Regions from separate parts of the Oryzias latipes genome. Here region 1 is linked to region 2. The links are chromatin contacts, called in public Hi-C maps. All regions are on one chromosome and are shown on one strand. The core of a region is the stretch at or near the end of the contact, and the rest is flanking DNA. Distances in the headings are between cores, read along the strand shown. Region 1 holds the start of btf3 (transcription factor BTF3). Region 2 overlaps tmem174 (transmembrane protein 174).

Region 1 (6,613 bases), core at 3,033-5,532, 90 kb before region 2:
GTTTTTGTAGAAGCAAAGACCTTGTGGCTCACCCAGGTTACTTTCTATACCACATTTTTTATATTTTTCCAACTGCATTTTTTCATCTGCTCCTAATTCACATTATTTTGAACAAAGAAATACTCATAAATACAAATTTGAGCTCTATTTTCTTCAGAATTGTCCATCTTTAGAAAAATGCCTCAAGAATATGTTAAAAATCACACTTTTCATTGAAGCAAATGGGTTACAAGTTTCTACTGACCTTTCCTTACTCTAAAAAAATGAAGTCTCTGGATATCTGGAAACATAGCCTATTAAATTATAAAAAAGCTCTGCGTAGAGCTAGAAGCCAGTACTATTCAACCTTAATATCAGAGAATGGAAACAATCCAAGATTTCTTTTTAGCACTATAGCTAAATTAACTCGCAGTCAGAGCTCAGTAGAACCACATGTTCCTGTTTCTCTCAGCTCTGATGATTTTCTTACATTTTTCGATAGTAAAATCTCAAATATTAGACATAAGTTAAATCAAGTTATTCCTACTATCAGCCCAGAACAGGCTGAAGCGGTAGAAATGGAGGCATCCATAGAAACCTCTGTAACATTGGACTGCTTCACTGCTGTGGATCAAGCGGAAATAACATCAATTATTACGTCCTCCAAATCCTCAACGTGTCTGTTAGACCCAATTCCCACTAGACTTTTTAAAGAAACTTTTCCCCTAATTAATGATCCCATATTAACAATGATAAATGCCTCTCTGGAAACGGGTTACGTGCCACAGTCTTTTAAATATGCAGTTGTTAAACCTCTTCTGAAAAAGCCCAGTTTGGATCCTAGCATCTTGGCCAACTATAGACCGATATCAAACCTGCCCTTTATTTCTAAAATCCTAGAAAGAGTTGTAGTTAAGCAGCTTTACTGCCACCTACAGGACAACAGCCACTTTGAAGACTTTCAGTCGGGGTTTAGACCTCACCACAGTACGGAAACTGCACTAGTTAGAGTCTCTAATGACTTGTTATTGGCCTCAGAAAAGGGACTACTTTCTATTCTGGTCCTGTTGGACCTCAGTGCTGCCTTTGACACTATCGACCACGGTATTTTACTCCATAGATTAGAGCAGGACATAGGGATCAGAGGATCTGCTCTCCAGTGGTTTAAATCCTATCTGTCTGATAGGTATCAGTTCGTTAATGTAAATGGCCATTCCTCTCAGTGCACTCGAGTCAACTATGGAGTCCCACAGGGCTCAGTCTTGGGACCGATCCTGTTTACGCTTTATATGTTACCCCTAGGAAACATAATCAGGAAACACAGCATTAATTTTCATTGTTATGCCGACGATACGCAGTTGTATTTATCCATGAAGCCTGACCAGAATGACCAGATAGAGAAACTGAACGCCTGCATCAGTGACATCAAGACCTGGATGACAATTAATTACCTCCTCTTGAACCCAGAAAAAACTGAGGTCATTATACTTGGTCCTAAAAACCTCAGAGATGCTCTGTCTGCTCAGATAGTCTCCCTGGATGGTATAAGTATAGCCCCCAATTCCACAGTTAGAAACCTTGGGGTTTTACTTGACCAGGATTTATCATTTAAGGCTCACATATCTCAGGCGTGTAGAACTGCCTTTTTTCACCTGCGGAATATTGCTAAGATCAGAAATATACTTTCTAAGAGTGATGCTGAAAAACTCATCCATGCATTTGTTACGTCGAGGCTGGATTACTGTAACTCCTTGTTAGCAGCGTGTCCTAAGAGTTCCTTAAGAAGTCTCCAGCTTGTTCAGAACGCAGCAGCTAGATTGTTAGCTGGAACCAGCAGAAGAGTTTACATCACTCCTGTGTTAGTTTCGCTCCATTGGCTCCCAGTTGATTCTAGAATTAAGTTCAAGATCCTCCTGTTAACCTATAAGGCCTTACATGGAATGGCCCCGTCCTATATTAAGGACCTCATAGTCCCTTACCAACCAATCAGAACACTTCGCTCGCAAAATGCAGGACTGCTTGTGGTTCCTAGAATTAGTAAAAGTACGGTTGGAGGTAGAGCGTTTAGCCACCAAGCCCCTGTCTTATGGAATAAACTCCCAGCTCATGTAAGAGAGGCCGACTCAGTTTCTACATTCAAAGCTAGACTGAAAACATTCCTCTTTGGACAGGCTTATTGTCAGACTAGTTAGTATTCAGAGATTATTTAACTTAATGTTAGTTTGTTTAAATTAAACTTAATAACTATTTCTTTTAAAAGGCTGCTAGAAGTTGAAGCTGGGGTAACTATGGTACACTGGGGTTCTGTCCTCTTTCCTTTTTTACTTCTACCCTTCCTCTCCTCTATTCTTGATCATAATTCATCATTTAGTTCTCCATGCCTCTGTTTGGTGCAGTGCGATTCATGTATTGTCCCTCTTTTCCTCTCCCCTCCTGGGGAGTGGGAGTGCTTCCAGACTCCAGTTGGCTCATCCGTGCTCCAGTTCCTGACCGTTTACCTCGCCTTTGCTCCTGCTCCTACACCTGGCTGTGGATCCTGCCTCTGGCTCATCTCTGGCTCGTCTCTGCTCTGTACCTGACCGAGTACCTCGTCTCTGCTCCTGCTCCTACACCTGGCTGTGGTTCCTGTCTCCGGCTCGACTCGCGCCTTTGACTGTCCCGATAACCACGGCTGGATGAAGCTCGTCTGCTGGACTTTTATATATGTAGTTGTAGATTTAGATAAGTTAATTCTTCTCTAAGAGTTCTGGTAAATCGCCTGTCCGTCCTGGGGGAGGATCCCTCCTTCATGTGGGCACCCCTGAGGTTTCTTCGTTTTTTCCGGAATCCGGTTTTTTTGGGAGTTTTTCCTTACCGCGAAGGGGGGTCTAAGGGCAGGGATGCCAGTATAGCTTAGTCAGTTTGTTAGTTCATTTTAGTATTTTTCTATTGAACTCTTTGTATTCGTGATCCTTTTGATTTCATGTTTTACTTCGAAGCCCATCGAGACGACTGTTGTTGTGATTTTGGGCTATACAAATAAAATTGAATTGAATTGAAGTAAATGCTATTTTAATTACATTATTATTCACTGTATTCATATTTAAAAAAAAGGCTGTCATCTGTCCTTGCTATTTCTTTTTAAATCACATTTTTATTCTAAACATGCGTCTTTTTTAATCTTCAAAAGAGTCTTTTGAACACATTTTTAGATGAAATTGACTTTATACAACGTGAATAAAATAATAAAAGCTACGCAACTTTGAAAAACAACACTAATTGAAAAATGTGTTGATTTCCTGGTACATGTATATCTCTGACTAAACTAAATTTTAAATTGCAGTCAAAGAGAGAGTTATTAAAAGTCCTAGAGATTGTCGATGTTTTTTTTTAATGGGTCGCAAATAAAAACATTTTCAGACCTGTAAGCTTTGTAATTAGACTTTAGTGCAGTCTTGGCTAATAATGACTAAATTAAATCAAACATTTCAAGTAGTTACTTTCAGTCAAGTATCTAAAAAAAAAAAGGAATAATTGAAAATAAAAGCAGGTTAATGGATCGGATTTCTAAAGGGCCCTTAAACTTGTCAGATCTAATCATTGCTGTTGGCTCAATGTTTTATTAAGGTAATCTCTAAGAATTCACATCACATTCAAGCTTTTCCAGTGCATACGGGGTTAGTTATTTAAAAAATGAACACAAACAGCGAGCAGGGCTCAGACAGACAGCGTGGGTGTGGTTATGAGCTGTAAGATCATGTTCAAACCGGGTAGAAAGAGTCAAAGACAAACCCAAAATACGGCTAATTGTCGGATTTTGGGTTTTTGTCGGCTGTGTTAGGCAGAGAGTTACCGATGGCCATTTTTCTTGATGTTATGAATGATCGAGCGACTGCGCACGCTCAGTAAGAAGCTGCTCAAAATCGACTGAAATGGTCTTTTAATTGCTTAATATGACGCATTTTTGGGTTACATTTGTATCTAACAACTCTAAATTTACTTTAATTGTAATGATTTTAAAGTAGAAGTTCCATGCTAACTGAAGCTAGCCTCTAAGCTAACCGAACGGCACGGCCTGTCAGTCACACTGCAGCACAAACCCTCAGCTGTTAGCGTCAAACCACGAAACAGCTCAGCCGCCGAGACGACAAAGACTCCAGTTTACCTTTTTCCGTCGTATCAGGGAGAAACAGTGCGGGGAAGAAAGTATTTAAATCTCCTCACTGACCTGTAAACTAACAGCAGACACATGCGGGGAGCAAGATGGAAGCGAGAGAGGAGGGAGGAAGTGACGTCAAGAAAGATGTGCGGCACAGGGTTTGGCGGGTTTTTCAGCCCCGAGTTTGGTTTTGCAGGTGTAGATCGTGCAGATCAGCCAAACGCTTTGAAAAAAACACTTATTAAATAACACTTAAAAACCGTTTTTAAACTCATTGTTTTGACTTAAGTGTTATCAAAGAAGTAAAATGTTTTATTTTAATGATTTTGATGCGGAAAGATCATTTTTTGGAATGAGGTGATTTGACTTGAACAGCAGTTTTAATGTGTTATCAATATTGTGCAACATGGGTGCAATATTGTCAAGTTGTGTATCTTTAACAAATTCTTCCTTGTAAATTTAGTTTACAATCCAACCCCAATCATTTTTTTCATTTTTTTTTTTGGTTCTGAGTGGTCTTTTAACTATGATAATGTCGTCTTGAGCTAAAAAATACAAAACAACAAAACAAAACAAAAAAAAACAACAACTACAAAAGACAAAAAATATAATAAAATAGTTGGGAAATAGTAAAATAATTTTTGGCTTACTTCTTGGAGCATTTTCCTTCAAAACACTCCAGTAAATGGTTTTCTTTTAAATGAGAGGGAGACCTAAATATGTGTATACTTCCATAGTTTTAATACTTTTGATTTAATTCATTGATGGCTACAGGAAAAGTCTATCATGGCCTCTCTGCAGATCTGAAAGCAAACTGCAGCTGGCCCTGGAAAGCTGAATCATCTTTGCTTGGGAGAGCTTTACAAGACTTTCATGGCTAGAAAAACTATGATGTACACAACAAATTGTACAAAATCAAGAAGTCACTCATTTCTTTAAACTCTAAAGTCAGATATAAACTTAAAACATATAACATGTTTCTTCTATCTTAATGACTTTGCTTTACTTTGAATTAGTTTCTAATTTAGCTGTGTTCAAACATTTATTTAAAAAAGAGTTTCTGTAAATGGCTACCCTTAATCTAGTAAACCCAAACTATAGAAGTGAAGGTATTATATATATACAGTCAACAGGTGTGGGAAACCTCTCCAGAACTTCATCAAATGAGAACTGATGCACACCATTTTTATCACAGATTTAATTTCATACCTGTTGCTATTAATAATAAAGAAAAATCTGGCAAAAAAACAAAACAAATATTAAGACTTTGATAATCTGATAACCTTCAGGGAAGTTAATGTATACAAATCTGGTTAAAAATGCCTATAATAATGACTTTCTACTTTAAAACATATTCATGTTGCTAAATAAGCTCAAGCTTGCAAGGATGATTGCTTTGTAGTTATATGCATATATTTTTAAATAAAATAATTCAATGCACCATCCTTTGATGAATTAATCGTAATTTCTATTCGTTTTGAAAAACATAATACAAGGATCTTGATCTCAGCTGTTCTGCAGTTTGTTTCCCGGCACACTGATGTACTGACAGCTGACCGCTAGATGGCGCCAAAAAGGAGAAATCCCAGAATCTCAGAGATTTTCAAGCCTTGTGCTGGAGAAACACAAGCATCACTTTTCTTTTAAGCAATCACTTTTATGTAACCTAGATGTTGCTCCATTCTGTTTTTAAACCATCATATAAATGATAAATTAAACAAAACGCACGCTCTTTCACTTTCTTAATTGAAAAGCCGATCAGTGTCCATGCTAAAGCTTTTGTCAAGTTTATTTATTTGTGTGAATTTATACAAGTATATATATATATATATATATATATATATATATATATATATATATATATATATATATATATATTTGTTTTAAGTGAAAATGTATTTCTAATGAAGTAAATACGTATTTAATATAGTAGAGACATACGTGTTTTTATCCTGAACACTTTCAGAATGATTCATTAAAATATTTTTAAATGTATAATTAAACTTGCTTAACAAAAAAATTCCGATTTGACCTAAATAATCTAGACTTCTAATGAAAAAACTCAATTTATATATATATATATATATATATATATTTATGTTTTTTTGAGAAGTTTCTTTTGTATAGGCGCGCGCGTCCTGCTTACATGTTAAACGCAGATTTTCCGCAGCGTTACTCCTCCTGGCGCATGTCTAATCTCTCCCATTTAATAACAAAACTTAAAAAACACCGTTTTAATATTTTAAAGGCTTTGGCGCTAAATTAAAACTATTGACACCAGAACCCACAGATCCCTCTTTTACGCGGCGCGTAAAAGGCCTCGTATGTGGGGCTTTCAAGCTCTGCGTGACCTGTGACTGATTCTACTTTACAGCTATTACCAATGGCTGGCGGACAATCTCGTGAACCAGCAGATCACGCAAACCGGATTGCCTGAATGTGGTGCACCACACCCTGGCAGTGGAATCCAACCCATTTAAAAGGACCAGTCTTTTC
Region 2 (6,125 bases), core at 998-3,497:
TCCAGCAACACAGACAACCATTGCTTCTGTGCAAGGTGACCCGACACTCATCAGTAAACAGGACGGTAGACCATTGCTGCATTGTCCAGGTCACATGGTCTTGTTCCCAAAGGTTCACGGCGGTGTTTTGGTGTCATTGGAGACACCTGCGATGGTCGTTTGGCATTCAAGTCGAGGCCTGGAGCTGTGTGGCGTTTGCCAAACCATGCCTGAGTGCAGAGATCCTCAGGTTCTGGTCATGGTTGTGGTCTGTCACTCACGAGGCTCCACTCCTGAGTCTGCCACAAAATCTATCAGTAGTTCTGTGTCTTCATAAAAGTCTGCTGATGACACTTTGAGACAAGTACACGTGAAACATCCGACTGTCTACTGCAAACCTGAAGCTATGGCCAGGTGGTGCTGCTCGTCCATTAAGTAACGTGTTGGAATGACTTATACATAAAAAAACAGATTTTTATACCCACAGAATGTTGATGCCACACTGAGAATGTCTTTGCTTTGGTCCCAATAAGTAAAGCACACTGTACACAGTGAGACAACTATGTGGAAAACACTGAATGTGGTGTGTGTCTATTACCGCGATACAATTACCCAAAAATCTGTGAAGTGAAACATTGTGTAAACGACATATACCGATGTTTTCACAATACTGCTACTTATTGTGAGTAGTATAAGTCTGACGTATAAAAAATTAAATTCAGTTTGAGTGTGTAGCACTAAATAATTAAGTCAAATAACACAATCCAAAAACATGTCGCCCTACAGAGGACACAAATTCATTCACTGGTTCTCAGAAGGAATGTGTAGCTGAGTTCATTCTGTTTTGTGAAGTTGGTTTAGGGAGCCCTGGAAAAGACTTGTCACAAATTAATGTTTTGTGGGAAATATTAGCGTGTGAGAACACGTTTGCATTTTGAGCACACAAATCACAATTTTGTAGTCAAGAACTGTTATTTTATGGTCACAAATGTATATTTTGGTAGAAAAAAATTCACATTTTGTGTGCTCAAATTAGCATGTGAGAACAAATTAGTATTTTGTGTTAACAAATTAGCATGTAATGAGAACAAATTAGGATTGTGTGTGCACAAATTTGCTTGTAGTGAGAAAAATATATATATTTGCAGCACATAAATTAAAAATGATAAATTTCTGTCTGACCACAAATAAGCATCTTATGAACATTTCTTGGAGTCCAAATTAGCATTTTAGTGAACAAGTCAGTGTTTTGTGCCCACAAATAAAAAGTTGGAATTGATGATACTAAATGTGATGCACACAAAATGCTAATATGTACCCCCCCCCCCCCCCCCCCCCCCCCAAATCCTTTTATTTGTGCACACAAATTATTAATTTGAGAGAACTGGTAATTTTTTTAATGCCATGTGGCTCAGTATTTAAACAATTAAAACAGAATCTTTTTCCTTTTCTGTTAGTCTGCCATATTTGACTTGTGTTGTTGCATTATGCCTCTTGTGCTTGATTAATATATGTGTCACTCTCTGCAACTGTAGACTTTAACACATTTCTAACCATCTATAACTACATTTACCACATCTGACAGAATAATATCTTTTTTTTTATAGAACATAAAGGCTCATATTTGTAGAAATCCTTCAAAATTCTCATAAATGTTAAGACATTAAAGTGAAGGCTGTTCATAAATCTCTTTCCACAGACTTGCTGAAACAAATCCCAGATCCACGTGTGACTGGCTGCAGCAGTCAGAACCCAGTCCCATGATCCTCGGTGGTCTCCCCCTCATGAACATATATGGCCATTTGTAATATTGCAGCTGATGAGGCTGACCTCACCGCACCCCTGCCTGAATGAGCTGAACACCTGCTCTCTGAGGTGGACCGGGAAGGGAGACTGGTCGTAAAAGGAGAAGAAAAAAAGGGAAGGGAAACTTGAGGAAGTTGTTACAGAAGAGGAGAAATGAGGCTTTTCGCTGTAAAAGTTCACAAAAAGCAAAAATGACTCAAATATGCCCCAAATTTTGATGTCAGCAGATGCGGAAATTCAGTTCTAAAGTGTGTTTACCGGGCTGTATTTTTGTTTTTTAATAAATGATTTTTTTAGTAGGGGGACATCAGCTAAATTGGACATTATGGGCCTCATAATGTTAGATGATCTCAACTCTTTAAAGATTACCAGCCAACGAATGCAGATGGATTCAAACTAATAGTCCTTGTACATGTAACAATTGATTTGATTGGTTTATGCTTGCTGTGGTGGGCGGGGCAAAGCCTCACAGTGAGACACGCTGCAAAAAGGCATTTTTTAAGCCGTTATAAGTAGTGTATTTAGTTATAACGTCGTCCATGAAGTTTTGACGCTCCTCGTGCACGTCCGTGTATGGGAGAAAGAGCGAATAGATGGAAGAAGTTTGAAAATCCAGAATGTAAAGAACAGTAGAGACGCACGTTCGCGCTCGTCTGTCACTGCGGGTGCATGTGAGCTCTCTCCACGTGCGTCCGTAACGCTGGGAGGTGGTGACACCGCTGGCGAGAGCAGCAGAACCAGCAAACGACAAAAGCTGCAACAACAGGAAGATAATTCACATTTGATTGGTTTCACGTGTTCTTCATAAACAACAAAGTTTCACTGCGCCTCCAGCGTGTTTTCCTGCAAACGTGGAATTCATTTGTGCTCCCACCCCCACCCCACCCTCCACTCCCAAGTCTCCGAGCTCTGGCTCTTTTACGCAGTAACGCGCGCCAAAGCGCACGGAGTGAGCAGAGAGCAGCGAAGACGGAGGGACGCCCGGGGACTTGTTTGGAAGACTCGAAGCTGCTAAAAATGATCTCAGGGGGGTTTCAGACACAGATCAGCTTTTGCAATTAAGATAATAACAATAAATGCTGTCAGGAGCTTTTTTGTGCTTTTATTAAACACTTTCATTTCCGCCATAAAAAAAGTGTGAGAAATGTATCTCCTTGCAAATCGAGGAGTTTAACATTGTACTTAGTTCTGTTTTCTAAAAGTGTTTACATTGAAAAAAATAACTTGAAAAGTTTGAAGTAGAAAGATAAATTACTTTCAAACTTAAGTTTTCAAATTTAAAATTTTAATATTAAGCGATAAGTAAAAAAGCAAAACTAATAACAATAAAACACTTATTTGAATAGGAAACTAAGGATATTAAATGGAAAATAGTTCTATAAAAATGGTCAAACAGGTGAAAATGAAAGGTTGACAATTCTGACAACTGAAATATAGATTTTTATATATAAGGTTAATTTTAAAAAGTTTAAAAATAAGACAATTTCAGAAATATTGGAATTCAAAACCATGTCATTATTTCGATATAATCAACATTATATAGGGTTTATAATCTGAGAGAAAAAAAAAACTTAATTAAAAGCAGATACATTTTAAAATGAAGCAAATAATAAAAAATGAGGCGTAATTAAAAAAAAGTATAAATTACACAAAGGGTAAAACTTTAGAAAAAAAATTTAGGGAGAAAAAGGTAAAAACCTAATATATATATATATATTTCTGCACACACACACACTTATATATATATATAACTTTTAAAAAGGAATTAACCTTGAGATGACAAAAAACTAAAACTGCTTGCTGTACAGATTAAATTTCTTTAAATTGTGTGATATTTGACTTTTACAATAGTTTAAGGACAAAAAAAAAATCCAAGCTGTAAAAATAAATTCAAAATTTTAAATGTCAATTAATGACCATATGTATTTATTTTAAAAAACAAACAAGCTCAAATAATAGAAGATCTCAGTTTAAAAACGTTTTAGGCAACAAAGTGCAAAAAGTTCTGAAAGCAGAGAAGAGTTATTATAATCCATTTGCATAATTTTTTACGTTCTAACCAAAGTGTGTTTGTGTAATAGACTCGTGCAGCTTTTTGTGAATCCCAACAAAGCTCCTTGTTGTAAATCTTGGCGCACAATAACCTCCACTTCCAGAATCTCAGCTGTGCGTGAGCTCCACAATGAAGGCCTCCCCCCTGAGAGCGTGGGCCATACGGTGTTTGCTGTTGCAACAATGCAGACACAATACGTAACATGAGGTCAGCGCTCCAATTACCGCAGCCTGACGCAGGAACATCTGAGCATTTTCCTGTGTAAGAAAAATACCTGCAGGTTTCCATATCCACCAGCAAACGCAGAGCTGCGGGGGAATCCGGGAGCTTCAGGGTGTTTAGATCAGGACTAAAAGGTTCTAAAAGTTCTAAAAGTTCAGTGTCTGATCCATGAGCGCGCGTGATTGGAACACCTGTTGCGCAGAGCCAGACAGGTCTACGTTATTTGCGCACAAGTTCTACTGTGAACATTTTTGATTTTCAGTCAATATTAGGGATTAAAAACAAAATCTAAGCAGACATGTTTGCTGTTATTCCTCTGCGCGCTGCCCAGCTTTCATAAATGATCTCCAGTTTCGCACAATGCTGAAATTATGGTCTTTTTCTTCGGCCACCCGCATTTTACTGAGCTGTAAAAATAATGTAAGTCATATTCTTCTGCGGTTTCACATCTGCGCATCCAAACTGCGCATGACAATGTTTTTTGCTTTCTGTTGTGTAGAAAAATCCGAAGTATTTGTCAATATTTATGCAAGATACAGGTAATATGCATGCATATATGGATTTTATTTAAGAAAATTCCAACTTCAAGCGTTTGCATTTTTGTTCAGAATGCTTAATTAATGGTTTCTAATTATTTCCATAATTTATTAATCAAAGATCAAAGTTTTTGGTCCTTAGAAAGTTCAAACTATATAACAAATTCCCTTTTAACAAATAATTACTGGCATTTTCACTAAAAATAATATTTCTGTAAGGGATTCTGGGTATTTCTTTGTTTTTTTTTATTGTTGTTTTTTGCTAGGTAATTCAGCGTTACTCGAGTCTGTGCACACATTTGCCCCGTGTTTCTGCCCCCGTGTGGTGTAACTGTAAACAAAGCTGAACCCTGTTTTCGGATGGCAGATTCAGGATGCATCTTTGGAGGCATCCAGGAAGATTTAAAATGTGGAAAAAATACCTGATATTCTGAAGTATTTGTTGCAAAAAAACAGACAAGTTATGAGTCAAAATCTTCTGTGTTCCTTTTAAAGAAGACATTTTAACCATGTTTGATGTCTTCTTAGGGGGATTCTAACAATGATAACTGATGTATTTTTTTTAAATTAAAAATAAAGTTTTCATTGCAGGGATCAATTAACTAAGCTTAACTCAAGAAGGAATTTCTTAACAAAAGGGTGAGAGATATATTAAAAATATATATTTTTTAGATTGCAGACTCATAAAAGTTTGAGTTGGGTAAAAATGAACTATCTTTAAAAGCTTAACTATATAGAATTAATGTCTGAAAGCTAATGAAACTATTCAAAAAAAGAAAAAAAATTGTACACAATTGGAGGTTTTTAACCATTAGATTTAAAATCAAGAGATGTTTATTTGTTTTTTGCATCTTTCTGAGCTTAAAAAAGTAAAGAAACTACTAGTGCAAAGTTTTTTAATGCAATAAAAAAAAAACAATGGGTTTTTTGAGGAAAATGATGTGTAAAAATTCAGAGGTTTTCAGCTTAAAACAGTTTCACCAATCAGCTGAAATGTTCATTTTCACCAGCAATGAAAGCAGCAATTGAGAAACAACAGGCACAGGATGAATGTGTGTTTTTAATACTAAACACAGAGTTTATATTTTTAAAACCTTCAAGCTTTCAAAATGAGCAGAACTCCATAAATCTTCATTTTATGAGGTTTTCTTGCAGGAAGCCTAATCTTAGTGAGTTTCATGACTTCATACTAAATTATTATGGTACTTGGCAGGATCTGTGTAAGTCACTTTTGTTTTTCTTGTGAATGAAACACCTCAGATTCTGTAGGTTTATTTGGAAAATACAGCACAGGTTGTGGAATCAGTTTCACATTATTTTTAGACAGAAACAGGAATAATCAAAGACAGACGGGAGGTCCTCCGCAGCTTTTGCTGCGTGTTTATGTTGGATTGTGTTTCTGGAAGGAGGGGTAGATGTCTTCGTACGCAGGTGGATGTAGAGAGGTGGAGCTTTTCTGGCCGCGTCCGCTTTCACCCTCCGTCCTGAAAATAAAAAAAAATGTAAAATAAAAAAAAAAATCAAAGGCA

The links. Hi-C and Micro-C count contacts between places; a contact is called where the count stands out from the background.
Region 1: a contact with region 2 is called in a Hi-C map of embryo, with 1.9 times the contacts expected there. The contact joins the promoter of btf3 here to the enhancer-like site in region 2. A contact is called at or near these places in 2 of 5 Hi-C or Micro-C datasets (both in embryo).

The regions. Positions count from the first base shown.
Region 1 is chr12:5,475,625-5,482,237 of ASM223467v1, reverse strand. It overlaps btf3 (transcription factor BTF3), which reads right to left and starts at 4,282. Exons shown (of 6, transcript XM_004074517.3): 1 at 4,187-4,282.
Region 2 is chr12:5,383,698-5,389,822 of ASM223467v1, reverse strand. It overlaps tmem174 (transmembrane protein 174), which reads right to left. Exons shown (of 2, transcript XM_020707515.2): 2 at 5,476-6,080. The coding sequence ends at 5,978. Among protein-coding and RNA genes, the nearest start is that of tmem174, 6.7 kb to the right of the region's middle. Within about 2 kb of position 2,247, at least 4 of the 8 cell types and tissues checked have an H3K27ac peak or open chromatin away from gene starts, as enhancers often do. A contact at or near this core is called in embryo, where this site is marked.